Regions from separate parts of the Sus scrofa genome. Here all the other regions are linked to region 1. A link is a contact called in public targeted proximity ligation data. All regions are on one chromosome and are shown on one strand. The core of a region is the stretch at or near the end of the contact, and the rest is flanking DNA. Distances in the headings are between cores, read along the strand shown.

Region 1 (4,689 bases), core at 1,847-4,346:
AGATAAAATCTTGGTTGTTTTATCACTCTGACCAAAGACAAGATACAAGCAATAATGAATGCCTGAAACTCCAGAGACGGGTGTCAGCGCAGCTCCTATGTGGGAAAGGCCCTTTGCTCCTTTCCTATTTCCAGACTCATGGATTTAGCCAGAAGACCTACAGTGTGCTGAGTCTTAAAAAGTCAAACATATGTATCCTAGAGGATCTTGCAATCCCTCTCCTGAAATTTACCCAAAATAAATGAAAAATATGTTCATGCAAAGACCTATGTTTGAATGTTCCTGGTGACTTTAATTATGATCGTTAAAAACTAAAATAAGGAAATGTTTGGCATGGTGAATGGATAAATTAATTATATCTACATGATAAAATGTTACTCAGCAAAAAACTCTCTACTAATATAAAAATTAATAAAAATGAATGTATGTGCAAAACAGGAACTGACTCACAAACATAGAAAACCAACTTGTTGCTACCAAAGGGGAGATGGAATGGGGGAGGGAGAAATTAGGTGTATGTGATTAACAGATATAAATTCTTTCTTTCTTTCTTTCTTTTTTTTTTTTTTTTTTTTTTTTTTTTTGTCTTTTTAGAGCTGTACCCGAGGCATACAGAGGTTCTCAGGCTAGGGTTTGAAACTGAGCTGTAGCTGCTGGCCTACACCATAGCCACAGGAACTCGGGATCCAAGCCACGACTGCGACCTATAGCTCGTGGCAATGCTAGATTCTTAACCCACTGAGTGAGGCTAAGGATCACACCTGTGCCCTCATGGATGCCAGTCAGATTCATTTTCTCTGAGCATGACAGGAACTCCAGATTAACAGATATAAACTCATGCATTAAAGGGATACGAAAGAAAGCTTTACTTAGCACGGGGAATTATACCCATTATCTTGGTTTTGTTTTCTTTTTGGCTTTTCAGGGCATATGGAAATTCCCTGGCTGGGCGTTGAATCAGAGCTGCAGCTGCCAGCCTAACCACAGCCATAGCACCTCGGGATCCGAATCATGTCTTCGACCTACACCACAGCTCAAGGCAACGCCGGATCCTTGAGTGAAGCCGGGGTGGAACTTGCATCCTTGTGGATGCTAGTCAGGTTTGTAACCCGTTGAGCCACAATAGGAACTCCCTTTACCCATTATCTTGTAATAACCTCTAGTGGAATATAATCTGCAAAAATACTGAATCACTGTGCTGTACACCTGAAACTAACACAATATTGTAAATCAGCTATGTTTTAATTAAAAAAGCCCTTCATTGATACTTTCAATATCATGGATGCATCTTAAAAACATTACACTGAGTGAAAGAAGCCAGGCAAGAAAAGACCATATGTGATACGATTTCATCTTACGATATTATGGAAAAAGAAAAACTTGAGTGATGGAAAGTAAAGTGTTTGAGGAACTGAGGACCTGGGAGAGGGATGGGAGGAAGGAGTTGTGTGCATAGAAGAATGCTCAATTTGGGGAGTCATGAGAAATGTTCACAATAGTGGTTGTGGATAGTATGTGTTTGCTAAAACTCAACAAAGTGTAACCTTAAAATCAGTACTTTTTATATTCTGTTAATCATACCTCAATAAAGCTGATTAAATAAAGATATATTAAAAATGCATCTCTATAAATACTCAGGAATCTGATACAAAGATATTCGTGTTTCTTCTTTTTGAAGAAGGAGGAAGAATTTTGTTCTCATTTATGAGAAAAGCCTCCAGGGCCTGTTCTAGCAAAAGTACAATGGGAGACACTTTCTCTTTCACTGGACATGGCTTTGAATGCCTCCTCTCATTTCACGTTTTGGAATTACAAATTCTTCTTTGTGTTCTTCAGTGACGTGTTTTCTGACTAGGATTTTTTCTTTTTTCTTTTAAACAGGACTGGGGCTGTGCAGGGGTTCTGGGAGAGGCTGAATTGCCCCAGGATCATGCTCTTTCTAGGAAACAGGAACTAGGGGGTCAAGGTTTGTGTGGGTTCAGTGTCATCTGAACTTGATGCGCCTTGGCCTCATGTGTCCCTTCCATGTTTAGAAGGTCCCTCTCTTGGGCCTATCATTTCACAGAAGCCCCAGGATATGGTGATTTGGGTGGAGCCTGTATTTTATCTCAAGGTTTGGAGGAATGTCATGTTGATCTATTCCCACTAGAAGCTGGGTACTTCTATGAGTGAACTTCCTGAGAGTCCATGCCATTAATAGATAGGACAATTTTAGCTCTTTGAGCAAAGGTCTCTTGAGTTTTGACTTCAACCTGAAAAACAGATGACAAATGATAGCATTAGGTTCTGCCTGTTAAACTGATTTCCTGGATGATGTTTCTCTTGCATAATCCCTGTTAAATATTTGTACCTGATTCACCTGAGTTAAACAGTTGCAAATTTCCCAGGGTGGAGGAATAGGTACAAGTCAACCCAGGGTACAAATATGGTGCCTAAGTCAGGCCCTGGCGAGTCTTCATTCCCTAAAACGAGGTGTAGCACTCTCATTTTTTACTGTAGCGGACAAAGACATGGTGATTGAAACCAGAAAGAGCCTCATTTAAAAAGGCCAGGCGCCTAGTACCCCCTCCTCTGTGAAGGAAGAAATGAGAAGACATAACCTTTTTATTTATGTATTTTTTAATTGTTTTTTATTTTTTGGCTTTTTAGGGCCACACCCACGGCATACGGAAATTCCCAAGCTAGGGGTCGAATTGGAGCCACATCCACAGCAAGGCGGGATCAAGCCTCATCTGCGGCCTATGCCACAGCTCACGGCAACACCGGATCCTTAACCCACTGAGAGAAGCCAGAGATTGAACCCACAGCCTCATGGTACTAGTTGGATTTGTTACCTCTGAGCCACCATAGGAACTCCTCTTTAGTTTTATGTTGTAGATTACACATTTCTAAATATGTGGGAAATTATCAAAGATTGTGGTTCTTGATTTTGAAAAATGAAATTTTTCCTGTTAAAGTGTAACTATATAGGCATGCATATTAGCCCTATCTTTGCTTAATTTGGAGAGAATCAGCTGTTTCTAATCATTGCTTAAACCCCATAAAGGTTTCCAAGATTGGACCGCACCCAGTCCAAACTCTATCCAAGGTGGGCCAGTTCTGCCATCTAGTGGCCACCTTGTTGAACTACATCAGAGGGCATTCTGCGGTCTAGTCTGTTCTAGTCCTGAGAATTACTTTTAATTTAATGAGTCATGTGATTAGTTTTGGCCTTCATGTCTTTTCATTCCTACCTACTATCTGTGTGACTTGGGAAAATTATTTAATATTTCTGTGACTCAGTCTATCCATCTGCAGAATGGGGATAAGGACCTACTTCCTGTGATTTTCATGAGGCTCATGTGAGATAATATATGGAAAACGCTTAACAGAAGGCCTAGGCACAGGTAAATCCTGAATAAAATTTTATATTTTTATTATATTTCCTAATATAATTATAATTTTGCAAGTCCAGAACTGAAAATAAAAATAGGCTGAAACATAGAGTTCCCACTGTGACTCAGTGGTAATGAACCCAACCAGGATCCATGAGGATATGGGTTCAATCCCTGACCTTGCTCAGTGGGTTAAGGATCCAGCATTGCCTTGAGCTGTGGTGTAGGTCACAGACACAGCTCGGATCCTGCAATCCTGTGGTTCTGGCGCAGGCCGGAGGCTGCAGCTCTGATTCAACCCCTGGCCTGGGAACCTCCATATGCTGGGAGTATGGCCTTAAAAAGACCAAAAAAAAAAAAAAAAAAAAAAAAAAAAAAAGGCCAAAACATGGGAAATCGAGATATGGATATATGAGTATTTCAGAATAAATTAAATATACAATATCCAAAGCTTGGAAGAAGATCAAGTTTATTTAGGCTTCTCGTGTACACTGCCAACAATTGTATCATTGCAATTATGCCCACCTCATTCCAAGTCTTTCCCCACGTCATACTGAATGTTCCCACATGGCAGACAACTCATTACCCTGCATGCGTTTTAAGGCCTTTCTTCCTCTTTCAGGAACATTCTCCCTTTCAATTTTATATTTCACAACCCTTAATTCCTAACTCAAATGCCAGCTTCCTGTACACACTCCTCCAGGGCTGCAAGTAAAGTAGATCTTGCCTTTCATCTCTAGCAGAGCATTTGATGCACATGGATGTGCTGGAGACAGCTGGGAATCTGTGTGTGTGGCCACATCACTACAGGGTGATGTGCTTGCTGTGAGATGTTATATATTATCTTTGTATCTTCTCTCCCCCAACCCAAGGCCTAACACAAAGACTCCACACAAAAAATGCTCCATAGAAGGTTGTAGAACTGAAATAAAATCTTGGAGTTCCCCTCGTGGCACAGTGGTTAATGAATCCGACTAGGAACCATGAGGTTGAGGGTTCGATCTCTGCCCTTGCTCAGTGGGTTAAAGGATCCAACGTTGCCGTGAGCTGTGGTGTAGTTTGTAGACGCGGCTCGGATCCTGTGTTGCTGTGGCTCTGGTGTAGGCCAATGGCTACAGCTCCGATTGGACCCCTAGACTGGAAACCTCCATATGCCACCAGAGTGGCCCAAGAAATAGCAAAAAGACAAAAAAAAAAAAAAAAATCTTGGCAAACAAATATGTAGAACAGTTTTTTAAGAAGGCCGAATGACTCTTAGAAGCATCTAAGGTACATTGGACTAAAATGGCCCAAGGCTTTGAGTTGGCAGGGTTAG
Region 2 (4,578 bases), core at 472-2,971, 150 kb before region 1:
TCTAGATACCCTTGGGTATTTGAACGTGTTAAGTTAGAATATCTTATAGCAAATACTCATTTTGTGTCAGCACCAAGGGGAATTCCAAAAGAAGTACTAAGACACTTCCTTTCCTCTATGATCTGGTTAAGCATATACAGATATGAATAAACTATTCATGGTAGTACTTGATAAATGCTGGGGTTAACGAAACCTTCAAAAGTGAGGGGCTAATTTTACCAATGAGTTGTACCACAATAGTCGTAACCTAGTCATCAGGTGATGCAAAAAACCTTCCCAGTATTAGTTTGGACAGCTATCTAAATAAAGATCAATCCATTGATGAATATTAAAATAACATCACTTTCTATAATGAAGCTTCAGAGAAAAATATTTATTCTGAATACGACTTCATCTTTGTCAAATATGACAGATCCACTAGAATCTTTGCATCTCAGAGCAAAGTGGCTTCTAAATGTCAATCAACTAACATTGTTTGTGTCCCTCCACAGATTCAGCAATATTAGCTTGGTCCAAACGTTTATCCCTTGTCAAGGAACTGATCTGACAACTGCTTTGTACTTTTTTTTTTTGTCTTTTAGGGCCACGCCCGTGGCATATGGAGGCTACTAGGCTAGGGGTGGAATCAGAGCTATAGCCGCCAGCCTATGCCACAGCCACAGCAACTTGGGATCCGCGCTGCATCTGCAACCTACACCACAGCTCACGGCAACGCCAGATCCTTAACCCACTGAGCGAGGCCAGGGATCGAATCCGAGTCCTCATGGATGCTAGTCGGGTTCCTTAACCACTGAGCCATGACGGGAACTCCCTGCTTTGTAAATTAAATGCACCATTTAGCAGCATGTGTTAGCCAAGATCGTACAGAGAAAACAAGGAAGCAAATTATTTCTTAAGTCAAGTCAATGGTATATGTAAGTCAGAAGGACACACAATCTGATTTACCAATTCATTAATTCCTATCTGATCTCAAAACTAGCTTGGTGGTGAGCTTCAACAAAGAAATCACAGAACAACAGAGCGAGTGAAGCCCAGAACACGACTGCTATCATATCTCCCTGAAAACCCAACTCAGAGACTCCCTCACTTCATGACAGGGGCAAGTCATGCCAGCACTTCCACTAGATGTCTTCTCTTGCCAAGTGGGAATTTTGAGGCCTTATGATATATGCTAATGTGCCTGAAAAGTAGTTGGTATTCAATTAAAGTTTAATGAATGAAGCCTCCAAGACACTCACTGGACAAATCAAACTATAAAACGAACACAATAACATGCTAACAACATATCATGTTTTTGGCACCATCAAAACTAGCTGCATAAAAACAGACCTGATCATGCACGTTACCTGAGGCTGCCCCAGCAAGATAAGTCATCCTAGCATCAGTAGCTGAGCCAAGAAGCAAGGATGCAGCTAGCGCTTAGGGCATTAACCTAGCACAATTAATGTTTAAAAGGCCTGAGGGTGGTCAGAAAGTCTAGAGATCGGTGACAACATGTAACATATGGTATATTAATATTATTCTGCAATACATGATATGCTCTAGGACATATATGTCTATGTTTTCAGACCTGACAATCGACATAATCAACACAAAATGCTTTCACTCTAATCACAAAGCCAAAGTCTCTTCTCACTACAAATCCGCAGTTCTTTAAAGTGCAGTTACAGCTTTGGTTTTCTTTTCATTTCAGGATTGTCGCTGAAGTTCCTCTTTCGCTAACAGACAAATGCCAGCAGATGGGAGTACATTTCACATTCAAAATACGATGCCCTGTCTCGTATGCAGCACCTCCAGAGGTAGCCCTGAGTCCACCTCCCACCATAATGATGGAAATGAGACAGCCCCCTCAACCCCAAACAACAAAAAATGCACCCCTTGGAAAACCTGAGACAATCATGTTGGAGTCTGAAAACCAAAAGGCTCACCTCTCCCCTGCAGTAAGCTTAACAGTCAGGCTTCAAAGGAGACAGAGCCCATTTCTCAGCTTCCAGGAAGCTCATTCAAACTGGGTTCACGCCTGAGGCAGGCAGCTCCTACTGAGTCCAGCGTGGGTGGGGCTGACATTTAAAAAGCTGCTGGTCTGTGGCTCAGAGTCATTTCTCCCCTCCTCTTGCTGCAGGGGTCTAGCAGAGGTGAGGAGCAGGGTAGGATGGAGGCAGGTGGCTTGGGGAGAATTTTTTCTTGCTCTTGGATTTTTTCTTTCTTTTTCTTTTTCTTTTTTTTTTTTTGGCCTGCACCCACGGCATATGGAGGTTCCCAGGCCAGGGGTCAAATTGGAGCTGTAGCAGCTAGCCTACACCACAGCCACAGCAACCTAGGATCTGAACCACATCTGGGACCTACACCACAGCTCACGGCAACACTGAGTGAGGCCAGGGATTGAACCTGCATCCTCATGGATGCTGGTCAGATTCATTTCCACTGAGCCATGACAGAAACTCCCTCTTGCTCTTTTTTCATGCTCCTTCCCTCTGTATATTCCCAGGGCGGGGGGTGTATTATGAACTGACTTGAGTTTCCCTCAAATGTCTACGTTGAAGTCCTAAGTGTGACTGTCCCAGAGTGTGACTGTATTTGCAGATACAGCCTTCGAAGAGGTAATTGAGTGACGTAAGGTCGTGAAGGTGGGTTCTCCTCTAATCTGCTGAGTGTTCTTTTTTCTTTCTTTTTTTTTTTTTTTCTTTTTGTCTTTTTAGGGCCAAACCCGCAGCATATGGAGATTCCCAGGCTAGGAGTCTAATCGGAGCTACATATGCTGCCTAGGCCACAGCCACAGCAACACCAGATTCGAGCCACGTCTGCAACCTACACCACAGCTTATGACAATGCAGGATCCTTAACCCACTGCATGAAGCCAGGGATCGAACCCTCAACCTCATGGTTCCTAGTAAGATTCACTTCCACTGAGCCACAACAGGAACTCCTGCTGAGTGTTCTTATATGAGGAGGAAAAAACAACACACAGAGGTGTCACACTGAGATGGGGGGAGCAACAGTGTGAAAAGGCAGCGAGGGGACGGCCAGGTGCAAGGCAAGCAGAGGCTTAGAGGATACCAAGCCTGCTGACACACTGGTTTTGGACTTCCAGCCTTGAGAAGTGTGAGGGTATAAATTTCTGTCATTTAAAGCCACCCTATCAGTGCTATTTGGTTATGGGAACCTTAACAAACTGATAATATGGGATGCCTCCCTTCCTAAAAGTCAGGCCAACCTAAACATCATTATGAAATGAAATCCAGAGCAACAAATTCAATAACCTAACAGCAGAAGAAAACATGGCTGGAAGCCTGGAAGTTTCTCCACACGTTCAGATGGGGGCAGGCAGATAATTTATTTAAGTAAATGTGTTTTCAAGCCTGCTTTGACATGAGATTCCTAATTATCAGTGTGCTTTTCACGCAGCAACCCTCCTCCAGCTCCTCAACATCCTTTTCACAACTCTTGGTTCAAGAGCCACTTAAGAAATAAATGATTCATGGCAACTGAAAGCACAATAATTTTCTGTGAGGCATGATGGCTGGGTTTCCAGGTCTAAGGATGATTTAAAAAGATGCTATCCCTTAACCCTCTTAACTTCTTTTACATAAAAAAAGGCAAAAAAAGAGAACCCAGAAAGACCGATGAAGGTCAAATCTGTCCTTCCTAATGGCTATTTCCTACCCATCCAGGACTTACAATCCTACCCTGAAGAAACAAAATTAAACTTCTCCTCCAGAAAAGCCAGCCATAATGGAAATTTCTGGTTCTGTTCCAAGATGGGATGTACAGAGTCCTGGATTTGGGAGAAGGGTCATGTTCATTCGTGAGACAATGAACACGCAACAAGGATTTTGGAATTTTGCAGAGCTGTTCCTTCCATCTTCATGGAGGCAGGACTAGCTACAAAAAAGGGCGACTACTTTTCTAGTCATAACATGCACCAGCAGTGTGACCTTGGGCCAGGTGCTGAATCATACTGAGCCTGGTTTCCTAACCCAGGCAGCGTACATTTCTGTTACAGGGGTGTTGTGAGAATTCAATGCTATACTCCAGGAAGCATAGTCCTTAGTCATACTTTTTTTTTTTTTAGGACCGCACCCACGGCATATGGAAGTTCCCAGGCTAGGGGTCAAATTGGAACTACAGCTGCTGGCATAGACCACAGCCACAGCAACACGGGATCTGAGCGAGACTATGACCTACGCCACAGCTCCAGATCCTTAACCCACTGATCAAAGGCAGGAATTGAACTTGCATCCTCATGGATGCTCGTAAGATTTGTTTCTGCAGTGCCACAATGGAAACTCCATGACACACTATTTCTTAAAAATCGCTCTGTGGAATCCATGCATCAGACACCTAGAGGCTTAATAGAGTCTTGCGTCCAACACATCACTAGACCATGCTAGAAATCAGGACTTTGAACAAGCTTTTTTTTTTTTTTTTTTTTTTTTTTTTTTGCTTTTTAGGGTATATGGAAGTTCCCAGGCTGGAGGTCAAATCAGAGCTACAGCTGCTATTCTACACCACAGGCACAACAACTTGGGATCCAAGCCAAGTGTGCGACCTACGCCAAAGCTCATGGCAATACCAGAT
Region 3 (4,495 bases), core at 679-3,178, 220 kb before region 1:
GCACCCTCTCACACTGTCCCTGGCAGAGCACTTCATACCTCAAGGCACATCTTTGACTGTGTCCTTTTTCTCTTATCTTAGGCAGCTCCCACTTGTTTCTGTGAATCATCAGGTGACACGCATGGGTTATTTTTTTGTTTATACCGACGTCGGAATGTTAATATGTAGGGAGCGATCTCAAAGCAGGTCTAGTGTGTTTGGAATGTATTTCTCACCTTTCCTGCTTTTAACTTTTACTGCTGCAGGATTTCAAAAGACATGCTGCTACCTTAAAGATTTTTTTTCTTTATGTGAGACATGCATAAAGCAAGGTCAAGAAAACTGTCACTTCGAGGAAAACTCTCCCTGCCCCCCATGATCACTTGCATCTACAGTGATGGAAGCTACTAGAAGACATTTTTAAAAAAGCTCTAAGCTGCTCTATTACTTAGGATTCTGAGATTCCCCACTGCTTTGCAACGTTCCCTTTCTGTATGCACAGCACAGACTCCTGCCAAGCCAATTACAGCGAATAAACAATGTCTTCTCTGTCAGAACAGAGAATGAATAGTATCACAGAATTCTCCTCTAATGTACAAGACTCCATTTCCCCAACCCAACCCCTTCAGAAGAGAACAGGCAGAATGAGGACTGGTGAGAAAAACCTCCTTCTCCCCCCTGCCAATCTGGAATTGCTTTTTAGCCAGCTCAGGACTATGTAACGTCGGCTCTCTATCAACTGCTAAACAGAGAAAGTCAATGAGTTTATTTTTTTTTTATTTTTAATAGATATTTTTATTTTTATTTTTAGGGTCACACCTGCAGCATACGGGTTTCCAAGTTAGGGGTTGATCAGAGCTGCAGCTGCCAGCCTACACCACAGCCACCGTAACCCCAGATCTGAGCCACGTCTCAAACTACACCATAGCTCAGGGCAACCCCAGATCCTTAACCCACTGAGCGGAGCCAGGGATCGAACCCATATCCTCATGAATACTAGTCGGATTCTTAACCCGCTGCGCCACAATGGGAATCCCAAATTTATTTTCTTTTAAATTGGATAGTATATTTTGGCATTTCTGTGTGTGAATGCATGCCCACGAATATCTTTCTCAGAAAGGAAATTTTCTCAGCTGAAATTTCAGGGCTGAGCAAAAACAGCTTTTAGCTTCAGCCTGAGCAGCAACAGGGGAACTTCACAGAAATGACACAGCAATTTGTGTTAAAAATATTGGCAGCTAATTCATGAATGCTGGAGCTGACGAGGAATTCAGCTGCTTCTGCGAAGGCTTTATTCTCAATAAGCTCGTGATTCATAAAGAAAATGCCTCGAGTTAATTCTCTGAAATATACAGTAGGATGCTGACAGATTTCTCTTTGGTGTCCTTCTGTCTCATCTTCATTCTCTCTCTCTCTCTCTCTCTCTCACACACACACACACAAACACAGCTCTCTCTCTCTCACACACATACACACACAAACACTGCTCTCTCTCTCACACACACACACACACAGCTCGCTCACTCTCTTTCTCTTTTATACACACACACACACACACACACACACACACACTCCTTCCCCTCCCCTGAAAAGAAGCATCAAGTATATAATGCTTTCAAACAAGAAGGATTCGTCATCAACCAACGAAAGATTTACTTACTAAGTATTTTCATAAAAGAAGAACATGGATTTCCTTAAAATCTTTCATATTGGTCAGCCTTAGTTGGTGTAAAAAACTATGATTCATTCCCCCGCCCCATGATGTGAATACAGCATATATCTTATTTTCATCCCTAAAAGGAATTAGCCAATCCTTTTCTCATGAAAGAAAAAATGCTCTTTTTACAATCAGACCTCATTGCCTGTTGTTTTCATGAATATCTGAGAGACACCGACACAAAATAAAAAAAAAAAAAATACAGCTTCCTCTTTCTCCCACCCATTCTGAGTCCAGCTCCATGGGCTCCCAGATGCTGACGGCATCCTCCTGGTAACACATTGAGAAGAGACTGCGGGGTGTCCCCAAAGCCCCACTTTCTCCCCCTGTTTCCTCTCCTTCCCTCTCTCCTCTCACTCTAGGTTTGTATTAGACTCAACAATTCAGCCTTTGTGCGCTTCTACTGCATCTGCAAATTCTAACGATGTGCCCCCCTCTTCCCCATTGGTACAATGGTAATATTTACCTTGGAGAAATGTTTGTCCAAATAAATAGTCAAAATGCTGGCGATGTGTTCCCTTTGAAATATTTGATGAATGTTCTCTCTTTCTTCTTGGCCTATAACCAAAAAAAAAAAAAAAAAAAAAAAAAAGTTAGAAGAAGAAGAAAAAAAAAGACAGACGGACAGAGACTGTGAAAAGATATTTGTCCAGTTGATTGTAAAAAATGCTGGCAAATTTATGTGAAACACCAAGGTTTATATTTCTTCCTGAACAGAGCAAATGACAAAGCAGAGGAAAAAATTACGCATAGAAGTGAATCAATTTAAAACCATTTTTTTTTTTTTTGGTCTTTTTAGGGCTGCACCCATGGCATATGGAAGTTCCCAGAACAGGGGTCGAAATGGAGCTTAACTCACTGAACGAGGGCAGGGATCAAACATGAATCCTCATGGATACTATTTGGGTGCCTAACCCACCAAGCCACAGTGGGAATGCCTAAAATCTCTTGAAAATAGCAGCCAAGTCAATGTCTGGTCAAATACACATCAAATTACTGGGTCCTTCTCCATTTTTCCCAGTTTTAGGAGAAATAATCTATGTTATTTTAGTGAGAGTAAAATTCAAGTAACTGTTGTCTGAATTTGAGATAAAACAAATGATTTATTTGAAGACAGTATTTATGTTTTGAGGGAAGGTAAGCTGTGATTTAACTGTGAAAATGTGTTATTAAAAGTAGAATCTCACTCAGAGTTCCCATCATGGTGCAGTGGAAACGAGTCCAACTAGGAACCATGAGGTTTCGGGTTCAATCCCTGGCCTCGCTCAGCGGGTCAAGAATCGCAGCGGCTCAGATCCTGCATTGTTGTGGCTGTGGCATAGGCCAGCGGCTACAGCTCCTATTAGACCCCTAGCCTGGGAACCTCCATATGCCACGGGAGTGGCCCTAAAAAGACAATAAATAAATAAATAAATAAATAAATAAAATAAAAGCACAATCTCTGGGAGCCTCCTACAATGTAGGTGGGAAAGTAAATTAGTGCAACCACTGTGGAAAACAGTATGGAGTTTCCTCAGAAGACTAAATATAAAACTACCATATGATCCAACAATCCTATTCCTGGGCGTATATCCAGACAAAGCAATGATTCAAAGAGATACATGTACCCCAGTGTTCACTGCAGCATGATTCACAATAGCCAAAGCCTGGAAACAACCTAAATGTCCATCAACAGATGAATGGATTAAGATGTGGTACATATATACAATGGAATACAGTATACTTAGCCATGAAAAAGAGTGAAATAATGCCACACAGGAATATGGATGCAACTAGATATTCTCATACTAAGTGAAATAAATCAGAGAGAGAAAGACATACCATATGATATTATTTATATGTGGAATCTAAAATATGGTACAAATAAACCTATCTATAATGCAGAAACAGACCCACAGACAAGGAGAACAGACTTATGGCTGCTGGAAGTGGGCAGAGGGATGGACTGGGAGTTTGGGGTTAGTAGATACAAACTATTACATTTAGAACAGATAAGAAATGAAGTCCTGTTGCTCAGCAAAGGGAACTATATCCAGTATCCTGGGATAAACCACAATGGAAAGGAATATTTTTAAAAAGAATATGTGTGTATGTGTGTGTGTATAGAACTAAGCCATTCTGCTGTACAAGAGAAATTAGCACAACCTGCAAATCAACTACACTTTATTTATTTATTTTTTGTCTTTTTGCCTTTTCTAGGGCCGCACCCGTGGCATATGGAGGTTCCCAGGCTAGGGGTCGAATTGGAGCTGTAGCCACCAGTCTACGCCAGAGCCACAGAAATATGGGATCCGAGCCGCGTCTGCAACCTACACCACAGCTCACGGCAATGCCGGATCCTTAACCCACTGAGCAAGGCCAGGGATCAAACCTGCAACCTGGAGTTCCCGTCGTGGCGCAGTGTTTAACAAATCCAACTAGGAACCATGAGGTTGCAGGTTCAGTCCCTGCCCTTGCTCAGTGGGTTAACGATCCGGCGTTGCCCTGAGCTGTGGTGTAGGTTGCAGACGCGGCTCGGATACCGCGTTGCTGTGGCTCTGGCGTAGGCCGGTGGCTACAGCTCCAATTCGACCCCAGCCTGGGAACCTCCATATGCCGAGGGAGCGGCCCAAAGAAATAGCAAAAAGACAAAAAAAAAAAAAAAAAACCTGCAACCTCAGGGTTCCTAGTCAGATTCGTTAACCACTGTGCCACAACGGGAACTCCGAACTATACTTTAATTTTTTAAAAAAGTCAGAATCTTTGGTGCATTATGAACAGTGTGGTGGGAATGATACACAGATCTAATTCTGAGTCATT

Evidence for each region.
Region 2: a contact with region 1 is called in a targeted proximity ligation map of alveolar macrophages. A contact is called at or near these places in 4 of 47 Hi-C or Micro-C datasets (alveolar macrophages, epiblast stem cells, liver and 1 more) and 1 of 2 datasets of targeted methods (alveolar macrophages).
Region 3: a targeted proximity ligation map of alveolar macrophages shows a contact between it and region 1. A contact is called at or near these places in 1 of 47 Hi-C or Micro-C datasets (fibroblasts) and 1 of 2 datasets of targeted methods (alveolar macrophages).

What each region holds. Positions count from the first base shown.
Region 1 is chr4:55,326,603-55,331,291 of Sscrofa11.1, reverse strand. No RefSeq gene overlaps it. Among named protein-coding and RNA genes, the nearest start is that of FABP5, 46 kb to the right of the region's middle.
Region 2 is chr4:55,473,369-55,477,946 of Sscrofa11.1, reverse strand. All of the region lies in intron 1 of PAG1 (phosphoprotein associated with glycosphingolipid-enriched microdomains 1), which reads right to left. Among named protein-coding and RNA genes, the nearest start is that of PAG1, 25 kb to the right of the region's middle.
Region 3 is chr4:55,547,419-55,551,913 of Sscrofa11.1, reverse strand. It overlaps PAG1 (phosphoprotein associated with glycosphingolipid-enriched microdomains 1), which reads right to left. Exons shown (of 9, transcript XM_021089173.1): 3 at 2,163-2,254. Among named protein-coding and RNA genes, the nearest start is that of PAG1, 99 kb to the right of the region's middle.